2 separate regions of the Rattus norvegicus genome follow, and region 1 is linked to region 2. The links are chromatin contacts, called in public Hi-C maps. All regions are on one chromosome and are shown on one strand. Each heading gives the region's core, a stretch centred on a gene start, on an enhancer-like site or on the middle of the called end of the contact. The rest is flanking DNA. Distances are from core to core; before and after follow the strand shown. Region 1 holds the start of Usp38 (ubiquitin specific peptidase 38). Region 2 holds the start of Zfp330 (zinc finger protein 330).

Evidence for each region. A called contact is a pair of places that touch in the nucleus more often than the background predicts.
Region 1: a contact with region 2 is called in a Hi-C map of Schwann cells, with 5 times the contacts expected there. The contact joins the promoter of Usp38 here to the promoter of Zfp330 in region 2.

Annotation. Positions count from the first base shown.
Region 1 is chr19:43,906,416-43,913,328 of GRCr8, reverse strand. Usp38 (ubiquitin specific peptidase 38) reads right to left here and starts at 2,855. Exons shown (of 10, transcript NM_001107418.2): 1 at 1,660-2,855; 2 at 130-265. The coding sequence starts at 2,341.
Region 2 is chr19:42,214,772-42,221,022 of GRCr8, reverse strand. It overlaps Zfp330 (zinc finger protein 330), which reads right to left and starts at 2,810. Exons shown (of 10, transcript NM_001108443.1): 1 at 2,471-2,810; 2 at 1,298-1,429. The coding sequence starts at 1,417.

The sequences.
Region 1 (6,913 bases), core at 1,606-4,105, 1.7 Mb before region 2:
CTATACAAAGGTAAATCATTCTAATTGATCTGGAGAAACTACAGATTTACTTTTGGATTGGTTTTAGAAATTTCTCAAGTTTTCCACTATCCAAAAACCAGACCACCTCCTGGTATGAAGGACCGGTACCTGCAGAGAGCTCGGGTCATGCTTGCATCCTTCACGTTTGGGTCGGTGGTCAGGCTCCTGATGAGGACCGTGATCATCTGCAGAGGAATATGCTGCACCAGGCTTGCCAAGGCCACCGAGGGCTCAAAGGACGCATCTAGTTGTTAGTTAAAGAGACAAATACGGCATGGAGGTTCAAAGTGAGGTACTAGTTCAGGGAGAAAACACACACACACACACACACACACACACACACACACACACACACACACGTTATGTCATACATCATGGGTAGACGCTAAATTGAGTTAAACCATAGAAATGAGAGGCTGAGAGGAAACAGCAATACCCACTCAGTCCACAGCCACATCACTAAGAAGAACACTATTGTTTTTTCAATAAGTTAATTTGTTGTTAATAGTACATTTTTGGGTTTGATAATGCTTTGGAAGGCAGTAATCGGGGATGGGGGTGAGAAAGAACCAACTAGGCAAATCTTCTAATTTCCATGTCAGAGGCTCATATTGTCGTTGCACTACTGTGATAGTAGAAATTAAGGTGAGGGGGGCTGGCTTTGCTTATATAAAATGTAAGGCATCCAGATGGTCTGCTTCAGTACGACAGTGAAAGACCTGGAGAAACCTCCAAAAGCTATGACGACTACAAGTACAATTACAGGAATGGGAAGCTAATGCACCTGGTATTTATTAAACACATTATTAGACTATGTGAGCTTTTAAAGCTCAACCCTCATTTCTGGCTAAGGTAAAACAAGGGCAGGTCCACAAAGTTCAGTCTGAATCTGGTTGTGAACCTATTGTTTCACAACGGACAGATTTTAAAGCACCTTCAGGGACAGACACGGACAAAACTCTAGGTGAGAGGTTTTCTAAGTAGAATCCTTTGCCCTTTCCCTAGTTTTTGAGGATGAAGTTCATGATAAAGACAAGGCAGACTGCTATCTAAGCTGTTACACTTGTCTTCACGCTCCCTGGATCTCCTGCCTTCTGTGGAGTGCAATGATATTTTAAAACCACTACATGGTAAACTGGGACAATCTTATAATAGATTGTGCGCAATTCATGAATTTTTAAAAAATGAGAACACTGGAAAACAGGAAAAAACAAAACAAAACCAACCCTTCAATAAGATGATAGGTTACACATAGGAACAATAACGCCCTGAGGCGAGCATCATAGATGACCATTAATCAGTAATGACTAGAAGCTTCTCATCCTGGCTGTCTGCCCATAAGAATTCCAAAACTGGAACAGAGGTGGTGTAATTAAATGACTTGTTCAGTGACAAAGGTCTTTGGACTCAACATTTTTGCTCCAGCATACCATTCTGAACAAGGCAGTGAAGTGGAGTAAAATTTTGGATGAGAATTATTTAGATTTGCTATCCATCAAGAATGTCTCTTACTGGAGGATTTACTTCAATACAATATGCCTGCCGCCCCCATGAGAATGTTTCCGGGAAGTGCACTGTGTTTATGAGACACACATGTTGAATTTCCAAGACATACTTCCCTGAAATAATGACCCTTACCTGTGGAAGAGATGCTTGCAAAAACTTCTTGCAGAGAAGGTAGCAGCGTGGAGGGCTCAGCCTTCCAAATATTCTGTAGTAAGTTACTCACTTTTGTTACCTGGGAGACATACTCCCGGAGCTCCTTCTCCTGGGTGGACACACACTGGAAGTGACCTATCGTCCGAACCAGCTGTTGACAGAAGGTAATGGACAGTTTCCCTTTGGGGACGCACTGCACGAAATCCGTCAGGAGGTCGCTCAGCCTGGCACAGAGTAGTGGCTCCGGCCTCTCGCAAACCATTCGTAAGACCTCCACCTGTAACAGGCTGAAGAGGTCCAGCACCGACGGGCAGCTCATAATCAGCTTCAGGCCGTTGTGAATGTAGTCCAGGATGGCTACGTCCTTCCTGTCCAGTGAGTGGTAGCCCTGCTGAAGGAGGCCCAACACGAAAGTCTTGTTGAAGAAGGACTCGAACTCCGGCCGGTGGTACCGCGCGTAGGCCTCCAGCACCTGGTGGCCCACTTGTCGCTGGAAGGGGTCCTGGCCCTCCAGGATGAGGCGGGTCGTCAGGTCAAACATGGCCTCGCACTGCGCCTCGTCGAGCCAATGCTCCGCGGATTCCACCACCTTCCGCACAATCATCCGCTTGAGGGGCAGCGGGTGCGAGGAACTCACCAGACCCTCCAGAATCTTGTCCATCGTCGCCACTCTGCAAGGCCAGGCCCAGGGGATAAGGAGCTGGCGGCGGCAGCCCGGGGGGACACCAAGGAGCCGCGGTGGGGGTGAACTTGAAGCCAAGCAGCAGCAGGTCTGGCCACCGCCACCGCTGCCTCAGCAGCCACATTTATCGAGTGGGAAGGCCCATCCGAGCTGGGACGGGAGCGGGCGATTCTGGGGCGCCGAAAGGCTGTCAGTCCCCGCGGTCCGCCTAAGGAGCCGGAGGTCCGCACACGGCTGCCTCGCTGGGCCCGCGACCCCTCTCAGCATTCGGGCACAGGGACCCTCCAGGCCTCCAGGCTGAGCTGGAAGGTGAGGAGCGCCTTCGCGTCCCGGGGTTGTGAGGCGTCCAGACGTCCGCGGGTGGGCAGTAAAAAGCCGCCCTCGGTTGAGTCAGGAGGCGCTGTCAACCAGAGTACCTCGATCTGCCAAGGAGAGGAGCTGGAAGCGCCGAACACCCTTAACCCGGAAGCAGAAATACCGGCAAATAGGAAGTGAAGTTCCGAGGCACAGCAGATAGGTCCGCCCTCGCCCCGCCCACTTTCTTCCGGTCCTTTCTCGTCTACATTCGACACATTTCCTGCGGGCCCCGCCCCTCCCCCTCTTCTCCATCTAGCTCCTCCCCCCGACAGGCCGCGGTCCCTTCCCTGGCGCGCAGGCGCAGAGGCACTGAGTGAGTCACGCGGCCACTCTCGCGTCACTGGCGACGATGAGGAACGTCACTGGCGGACTTCCGGAGGAGCTGTTCTGGGAATCTGGAGGGCATGTCTGTACTGTGAGGGTCTGGTCACTCGACGCACATGGATCCCGTCGGTGTTGCTCCTTAGAGACCCAGAGGTCGCTCAGCACGACAGAATGGAGAGACTATATTAAGCGACTGCCTGAGGAGAAACTCTTCTCACAGGGCAGCCCGAATAACGCATTTCACAGGGAGCTTTAAAAGGCAAAGAACACGGAAACACTATTTCCTACTTTGCTGTTGGCACGGGGAATAAAGTAAGCAGGTAGCTTAATAGAAGCCCCGAACCTGCAGCTAGGGAGGCATTTCCCCGAGTTTCTAGGACAGGGTTGGAGTACAGGACTTTTCACTTTCATCAGGGGATGATGGTGTTAGTTTGAGAGTAAGCCGAAGATGGCTCCTGCTGAGACAAAATGGAGGAGCCCTTTTACTCTGTCGTAGTCTGGATCACGTTCCTTATGAAGAAAATTCGAGGAAGTGCTATATTAATTGTTTAAAATCTTGAGTCTGAGAAAGTTCTGCAAACTCGGGAGCACTGCTTGAGGAAGTGAGAAAAGTATAAGAAAAAAACATGCTTTGGGGGAAATTTTTTAGAAGACATACTGCCTTAAGTGGCTGTGTTTTTCCTATGAGACGATTGCTAATGTAAGGAGTGCTGGTAGCTCATGCGTTTAGTGATGATTTGAAACAAGGTTGTAAAAATAGTGAGCCTTTTTAGTCAGTGTTCAGTGTATAAGCTGTGCCTCAAGTAGGCCGGAGCGCAAACCTGAGACTGAAGGCATGTGTGTGTGCTTGTATAAAAGAGAACTTTGAAAAGAAAACTTTTGAAGATACCATAAAGCTTATATTAAAGATCTTTTAGAGCAGGGAAGGACAAATGGGGGTCATCACACGTGTACCCTTTCAAGTTAAGTCCCAAGGATTCAGATGGATTTTAAACTCCAGGTCTTTGTAAGTGACCTAGTCTTAAAAGTACCTGACAAGGCCCGGCCCTTGGTACCCTTAGTACTGAAACACAAACCTTAATCATAGACTATTATTTTGGAAAATGTTGCCTAATTATATTTTCCTTCAGTCTTGTTTAATATAGTTGTGAAATCATTGTGAAACATTGCTAGTTATCATTGTATACCTTATAAGTGTCCAATAGGGGGAAAAAAGGTTTTTCTTGCCACAGACATGATTACGTCAATATTTTTAACATACCCATTTTCATAGTATTAAAAGTAGCAGTGGAGAGGAGATAGGAGCTGGGTGAAGAGAAATTGGAGACTGATTTGTAGGAAGAGAGTAAAGAGTTTGAATCTAGACCTAGGAATGGCTTTCAGCCCCTACCCCCACCCCCCCAATCCCTTTTCAGGTAGGTAGAACATAAAGCTACAAGGAATATTGGCTTGGCTATCCTGCTACATTTGAAAACAAGTAACAGTAATATTTCCAGAAGAACCAGGATTGTGCTTATGTTGCTTTTGTCTTTGCTGCTCCCGGAAAGGCTTATTTGAATATACCATGACTTACTGATTCCTTCTGCCTTCCATCTCCTAAGTGCTGGGCTCACCTGCCTTTGCCACTATATAGCTCACTGCATGAAGAACTTAAGTAGAGATCATTCCACTTCTAGGCACATACCTCAAAGAGTTAGAAACAACTACATTAATGTTCACAGCATTGTTTTTTAAGATGGCCTAAAGGTGGAACAGATGAGTGGTTAAGTAAAATGTGATACAAGCATACAAAGGGACATTATTCAGCCTTAAAAGAATGAAGTTTTGATACCTGAATGAAATCTGAACACACTAACTCAAATGAAAGAAGCCACCCAGAAAACAATGAATACTGTGATTCCCTATTTGTGCAGTAACTAGAAAAGTTAATGGAAACAGTAAAATAGAGGTTGCAACAAGTGTAGGGAAGAGAGAAGGGGATTATTTAGAGGGTGTACAACTTCTGTTTGGGAAGATGAACAGTTCTGGAAAGGAACAGCAGTAATGGTTGCATGCTAATATGAAAGCAGTTTGCCACTGAGCTTAATACTTTAAAGTATGGCTGCAGATCAGTTGGCAGAGTGCTTTCTCGCCTAGCCTGTGTTGAGCCCTGTGCCTCAGTACTGGGTAAACTGAGTATGGTAGTGTGTGCCTATAACACCAATGTTCAGGAGATAGAATAGCTGTGATGGTTTGTATATGCTAGGCCCAGGGAGTGGCACTATTAGAAGGTGTGGCCCTGTTGGAGTAGGTGTGTCACTGTGGGCATGGACTTTAAGACCCTCATCCTAGCTACCTGAAAGTGAGTATTTTGCTAGCAACCTTCAGATAAACATGTAGAATGCTCAATTCCTGCACCATGCCTGCCTGAATGTTGCCAAGTTCCCGCCTTGATGATAGTGGACTGAACCTCTGGAACCGTAAGCCAGTCCCAATTAAATGTTGTCCTTTTAAGAGTTGTCTTGGTCATGGTGTCTGTTCACAGCAGTAAAACCCTGAGACAGAAGTTGGTACCAGGTACTGGGGTACTGCTGTGATAGGCCTGACCATGCTTTTGTTTGGAAGAATGTGGATTTTGGGACTTTGGATTTGGAAAGCAGTAGAATGCTTTAAGTGGGGCTTAGTGGGCCATCCTAGTAGGAATATGGAAGACTTTGTTGCTGAGAATAATTTGAATTGTGTGGACCTAGCCCAAGAGGTTTCAGTGAAGAATTTCAATATATGGCCTAGGGACTATTTTTGTAGTATTTTGGTGATGAACATGGCTATTTTTGTCCTTGTCTGAAGAGTCTGCCTGAGGCTAAGGTGAGGAGACTGAGATTAATAGCATTGACAAAGGAAGTCTCAAAGATGCCCAGCATCGACTTTGTCCTCTGGTTAAGTCTCATGAAAAGCATTTTGAACAAGTGTAGCAAGCTTAAAAAGGAAGAAAATAAAATATGTGGTTTGAATATTAAAGGGGCACCAGGAAGTGAAATGGAGCTGAATCCTGTGTTCTTGGAGATAGCGGATTAAGGAATGGAACATTGGGGCAAGATCCTACCCAGTTAAATCTAGATCCATGGAGGTACACAACTTTAATTAATTAAAGGCACCTTTAATCCCTGGAGATAAAGCCGAGCAGATCAAGGCCAGCCTGGGACAAAGCAGGTTCTAGGTGAAGAAGAGCTTAAATCCAGGCATAGTGGTACACGCCCTTAGTCCCAGCATTACAGGAGACAGAGCCATGCAGATCTCTGAGTTCAAGGTCAAGCTACAGAACAAGTTCCAGGAAACCCAAGATTAGGCAGAGAGGGAGTTCGAAAACGGAAAACTGGTAATAGAGTAAGGGGCTGGGGGATGTTCCAGCTCCAGCAAGCAGCAGAACTTGGTAGTCAATTAGTCCCTCAGGGCAAATGTCTAGATGACAACCCTGAATGGCTATTACAAGCAGTTTTTATACTTTTTAGGGGCACAGGTTACCTCAGCAAGGTTATAGTTCAAACTTATTTGCTACACATATTAACCTTTAAGTCTATTGGCTAGCAAGCATCAGTCAATACATTCTGAGAATTTTCTACTCAAGAATGTTCCTATGGGTGGAGACTGGAACTTGGTCTAGCCTCCACCCAAGGCGGGAAGCTGGAACCTGGCCTAGCCTTGCCCCGAGGTGGTTGGGTGTAAGGCTGGCGGAGGCCCCTAGGTTCTTTCAGCAGAAGCTGAGAAATGAGTGGTGATTAAGAAGAGCCCAGCATCAGTGAAGTGAAATCTTCTGGAAAGTGTTTTCTGAAAGCACAAAGAAGCTGTGTCCCAAAGATACCAAGGTTGTACCTTGAGCTGCAGCTGTACTTG
Region 2 (6,251 bases), core at 1,561-4,060:
AATAATGGGGAAAAGCCGTATTACAAAAGGAGTTAAATATAGTAGATTCCCTTGTGGTTGTTTTAAAGAAACCCAATGCTAGAGAAAACAGACACAAGTCCCTGCTCAATTTTCTCTTTTAATTAAAACCATCCTATTTGCCTATATTGAGTGGATGCTAGAAATAAACGGCATGAAACAGTGAAGCTCGTAAACTATCCACATTAGAGGGGGCTTCTGAAGCTCTCTAGTCAGGTCTACACTAGAGTCAAGCCACCATTGGTCAGCCTTTCGCCAGTATGTTCCGGTCTCTTCTCCCTATGCCTCTACTCCTTCCCCTTTACTGAAATACGAAGATCTACTCCATGGCATGCACTTATGTACGCCAGTCACGGTCCTGTCTGTGAGCACTCCTCTTTTCTCAAAAGAACCTGACAGTTCCCACTGTCACATTTATACCATGGAATCTGACAGAGTACACCATAAATCAGTCCCGGGACAAAAAAAGGACACAAGCCCATCCTATGAGAACTCTTTCCCTCTGTGACCTTCACAATATGAGACATGATCTAAGCACACTACCTGAAACCAAGGAGCTAAACAAAGCATGGCAACCCTCAAAGGCAGGAGCAAAGAGAACGAAGGCAGAGACTGTCCCAAGGCCTAGCTGTCCCGTCTTTCATCCCTCCTTCTTCCACTACGTGGAGGTACTTTCTCCTAAGGTGAAATGTGTTTCTGTCATTCATAAACCAATGGGTCCTACAACCCTAGGGAATCCTATAAACATATAAAAGAGGCTCACCATTACCAGAGTCGATACAGAGCACATCTTCCCCTGAATAATAAGCACTTGCTAAACTAAGTCATGTGGATGAAGTATTTAAAAACAATCTTCCTCGAGACCAGCCTGCTTACCATAGACAAATTAAATTAGTTAAGAACCTGGGACACATCTAGAAGTCAGGGCACTCAGCAGGAGAAATCAATGAACGGAGACTGGCTAAGAGAACATGACCAACACTGAACTAAAGAACATATTGAAAAAACTGCCCCCCCCCCCCGTTCCTGCTACCCATTTGCCTTCAATATCTACTGTCACCAGCAGTATACAAGGTGACACTCCAGGCTCGACAAGTAATACATACTCTAACCAAAAAAGGTTACTCAGTAAAGATGCTGACTACACCTCTAACAGGTTTTTCCTGTGGTGAACACGTGAGCACACTGTAGCTGATCATTCTTTTCAGATAGATCTTATACATGGTACTATGTAGTCCTTCTAGTCAACCAAACAGCCCTTGTTTTAAAAGCCTCTCACCATTGAAGCATTGCACGGGTGCTTGGCTAGGTCAACGGTACTTCTTGATGCTCTGAGTTGTTTCTCTCGTTCGCGGCGGTTTTCTGCCTTCTTCCTTGCTCCAGTCTTCTTTTTCGGCATGTTCCCTTCTTTCTAAACAGGAAAACCGAACAGCCATAACTGCTGGGTTCAGTTACACAGTGTTTAGACTTTCCTTAAGTATTAAATCAACCTTTTAACTTTAAATGCACCGAATCACGTCTGAAGCCTTTAGCAACATTACACACGGATTATTCCAGCTGTAGGCTTCTAAACTAAGGCCCTCCCTGCGCTTCAAACAACTCTCAAACTGCATCAGCATCAAGGACCTCATTCTAACTGCCTGAGTAAATGTTTTTTCACCCTATTCTTCTCTTCATTCAAAAAACCGATGTGTGCACCATTATTAAGAAATGACTAAAATACTCGTTTTGTGCCAAGTTGAAATACCCATGTTGAGCTACAGTCACATCTCTAATGCTGTCCACACATAGTATTATATAGTACACTCTCACCTACATGCGGTTTACACAAATATCCAGCAAGCCAAGGGCTGACTGCAAGGTAAACCCATTTTCTCTGAGGAGACTAAGGAACTACAGTCGCTTTCGCTGCCTGTCCCTCATGCCTGGAAGCAACAGTTTTAACAAGTCAGAAGCTTAGGAGTCTGTTTTCCACACAGACATCAATCCTTACAAAACTGGTTTTCAGCACTCAGAAAACCTACAATACTGACAACCAGGCTTCTGTTTTCTCACTCTAATGCCCAATCCTTTCGGGCAGGGAAGTCTTCAGAGCTAATTAGTGGTTAATCTTCGTGGCCAAGCCACGGGGCCGTCAGTCAGTATTTAAAATTGAAGTCTGGAGCGTGTGGCTGAGTGACCAAGGGTGACCGTGGATGCATACTCTACCCACTAAGACATCTCAGAGTGATTCTATTTCTCGAATCTGTTTATGCCAACGACGAGAGGTTTCTTTCAGCTCAAGCTAGAATGCTAATGACAGCAGAGCGACACTGGGTTCCAGGCTCTGGGAGGCCTGGAGGGGGGTGGCGCGGGGAGATCCACGCGGCTCGCAACCCGCCAGCCGCCCGCGAGCCCCTCACGCCTTCCCGGCCCACTCAGTCACGCAACCTCGCGGGGACACGCCGCTCACCTCAGTGGCCGAGGACGCAGAGGCGAGGCCAAGCCGCGGGCCGGAATGGCAGACACAGCCCGTTTCCAACAGTGGGCGAGAGACCGGATATCCTGCAACGTCAGAGCACCAAGGTTGCACACGTAACCGGAAGAGTCCAGCGCGTCCCGCCCAGTTCTGCTTGCTCCGCCCCGACCTCGCCCCCTTCCGGAGGAGGGGGAGAGCTCGCCTTCCCGGAAGTGGACTTGCTAGGAAGAGAAGAAGCGCCAGCGTTGCGAGTAGCGGTCAGAGAGCCTCAGGATCTCAAGGCCTCTGCTATCTCATTCTAATTTTATTATTTTACTCAGAGAATTGAAAAGTCCAAAAGGAAAGGAGAGACGAACCCACAAAAAATTTTAAGAGGGAAAAATTACTAGCACTTTTTGCCTGATTCTTCTGAAATCCTTTTCCTTTCTCTGAACCTGACAAGCCTCACATCTCACACTTTTATTTTTCTTTGTTGTTTTCTGAGACATAATGAATGCAAGTCCGGCCTTGAAGCCACGACTCCCCTGCCTCTGTCTCTCTGCTAGGATTATAGGCATGCACATGAGAGACCACAGTTTCCCACGCCACCCCCCCCCCGCCCTTTTTGTTTTAATCTCACAACACTAATGTTCTGAGTTCTGAGGGGTCTTTTGCTTGCTCTTTGCTGTGTGCATTCTGTTCCTTTGTGAGCAAAGCTTCCCACGTTCTCTGCTTCTGCTCTGAGGCTGAGATCTGACTATACTTTCCCACAAGACTGTTTGCTTTAAATAACACTGGAGGTAAATGTTCCACTCTCACTCCCCACTTACCTTTGGGTAGAAAGTCCTTGACATTACTCCGGGTGCCGCACGCGATTATCTCTTACTGCCTGTCACCTTCTATATTTTGAGTGGAGCTGTTTTAGACTCACCCGTATTTTTGCCCTTACCTTTTAAATCCAATAGAAAACGTCTCATTTTAGTCTCTTGATTTTTTTCATCCCCATCTGCTATCACCTTTGCTACACTCCAGGAATCCACTCTCATAACCACACCTCGAACCTTATCTCAAAGAGAGCCGTTTTGTCAACGAAATCGGAACTCCAATGTCTTAGCTTACTGGGCTCCTAACCTGTCCTCTCCTGTGTTCTCTTGTTTAGTCATCTTTTTCAATTTTCCCCCCAAGTTCCACTTAATCCCATCCCACACAGTCCCATCTCACCAGTCACAATTCATCACATTTTTTTCCTACTCCTGATAATTAAATGATGTACCTGTCCTTATATTGATATTTGGGGTGGGGTGCTGATACACTGTGTCACTGAACTCAAGCCTCTCGGGATTCTCCTTCTGTCCTATATTTCCCTAATCTCTCATTCCCATTTACAACACTATCTAATCAAAACATCTTGCTTTCTTCAAGCTTCCTCCACTTGTATTAGTTTCAACAGACATCACCACCTCCTCTTTGTATAAAATGAGGGCATGACTACTCCAAGGCTCCGGTAAGGAGAGGATTTCATTATAGAAGTGAGGGAGAGTACTGCCAGAGGCATCTGAAGAGTCCAGAGCAGGGAGAGAAAGTTGTAAACCAAGCATGGTGAGCAGACTGAACCAGCCGTGAGAGGAGAGAGGGAGAGAGGGAGAGAGAGAGAGAGGGAGAGAGGGGGAGAGAAAGGAAAAAGAACAAAGAGGAGAGAGAGCCAAGAGAGGACCAGGAGATCAAAGGAGCCAGGAGAGCTCACAGAAAAAATGTCAGCATTCTATCAGAATAAAATGCTGAGGGAAGGGAAGTCCACGAGCTAGATGAGTTTAGGGGAGGGGCTGAGGTGAGATGAGCAGGCAGTCATGTGCTATTAGCTAGTAGGGGCCACACCTCACCTTCTGCCCTCAGTCTTTTTGAGACCTGATACTCTTTCACAAACACAAAATGTTAACAGAGCTAATATGGATCATGGGCTTCCTCCTTGCATTTTAGGCACTTTGCCTGTGTCCTCAACAATGCCACACACAAGGAAACAAGGAGATAGGCTGCAGCTTGGTCCACAATTCTGTAGCTTGAGTATTTGTATTCTCTTGGGCTTGGAACAAAGTTCAGTTGAACGTTTGCCTGGCATCAGAAGGACTATTGATACTGTAAAATGGACTTAAAGTCTTAAATGATTCATTAAAACAACACTAGTAAACCTATTCCATATAAATTTAAATAATATTCACAAGCAAAACTGATAATTCTTTTCTATATGATAAGTGAAGGAACCCTGACCCAGCACTGTAATATAACATGATCTTCCCGATCACGTGCTTTCAAGGTCCGTGTGCTCCCTTGCAGCCTTCGCCACCACAATGACTCCTCCTCCTTCACCATAGTCTTATTGTGTGGCCCACACTCCTGCCTCAGCTTCATAAGGGCTGGGATTACAGATGTGGACCAACCACATTTGGCTTTTCTTCCTTGTTCTTTTGTTTGTTTTATAGTTGTACAAACTGAGCAGTATCCTCACATACTGCCCATCCACTCTGCGGGTAGGAACACCATCCTCTAGCATCTGCCTCCTCAGCTTTCTTCAGATCATCGGTCTTACTACTGCCCACATAGTCCTTGCCATTCGTTATGATATTTGTGCCAACGTATGTTCTAACTTAACCTTAGCCACATGCCTAGTGTTTAGATGGAGCTGGGGGCAGACTCTAAGGAGGCATCCGTGCGGGTTCCAAATAACAGAGAAGATTAGGCATTAACTGTGGGAGACATGAAGATCTTTGTGCCCGTGGATGGGCACTGGAAACCTGTGCTCATGACTAGGCACTGGAGGAACCTGGAAGGTAAGCTTACCGGGTTGTTCTTTCAAGGGAAGGAACACAATACCTGTTATCTACCCTGAAGGCTTCGGTGGACTGCTTTCCTGCCTGGTGACCTTTGTGCTAGCTGTGTGGCCTGCCGCAGACCACCCAGGGGAGTGTGTCAGCAGAGGGACCAGGGCTTAGATTTCAGGTAGAGACGGGATTCGGTGGGACAGACAGACACAAACTCGAGGTGTGTGCCGCTGCAAAAAGTTTTACTTCCTGGCACAGATTTAAGCAGTTAGAACAGGTACATCATAACTGGCAGTCATCCAGCTCTTCTTCATCACCTCACCAATGTCCCTTGCAAGGAGGAAAGCTGAATGTACAGTCCAGGAAACAATTCTCAGCCACAGACAATAGTTTAGAAAACTGCAGTTGTACTGCCAGACTTGTGGGCACCAGGTATGCATTCAGCATTTACCTTTGTTTTAATAAAGTTTAAACTCTATCTTTATGGCCCCTCAGAATAATAAGGAAACTTTTGTAACCATTCTATAATTTCTTTCATTTCTTGCTCAATGTTAGTTTCTCTTTTCCTTCGAGTTAACTCTTGATAAGTTCGCTCAACTTGTTAGAACTTATCCATGGTCTTTCTAAAAGAGTCACTACTATTCTGAATCATGCTAAACAAAACTTTCCCAAAAGGGGGAAAAGACTTTTCTGGAACAGCCATGTTGTTAGTAACTGCAATTAATTTCTCTCCTATTTGCTGGGAGCTAATGGGTACAGCAGTTGAGTTCATCGCAGCCGTTGAGTTCATCAGGATCAGGATGGTGTGAGACGTTTCCGTCTCTGAACTTTCAGTTCCTGAGACATCTAAAGGTACATGACCATCTTCCCACACTGCTGTATTCTTAAAATCACATATTCTTGACTTAAAGGCTTAAAGTTGCTAAGATCACCAAGGCTAGAACACAGAAGGCACCTCCACCGCAAGCATAGACCCCAGT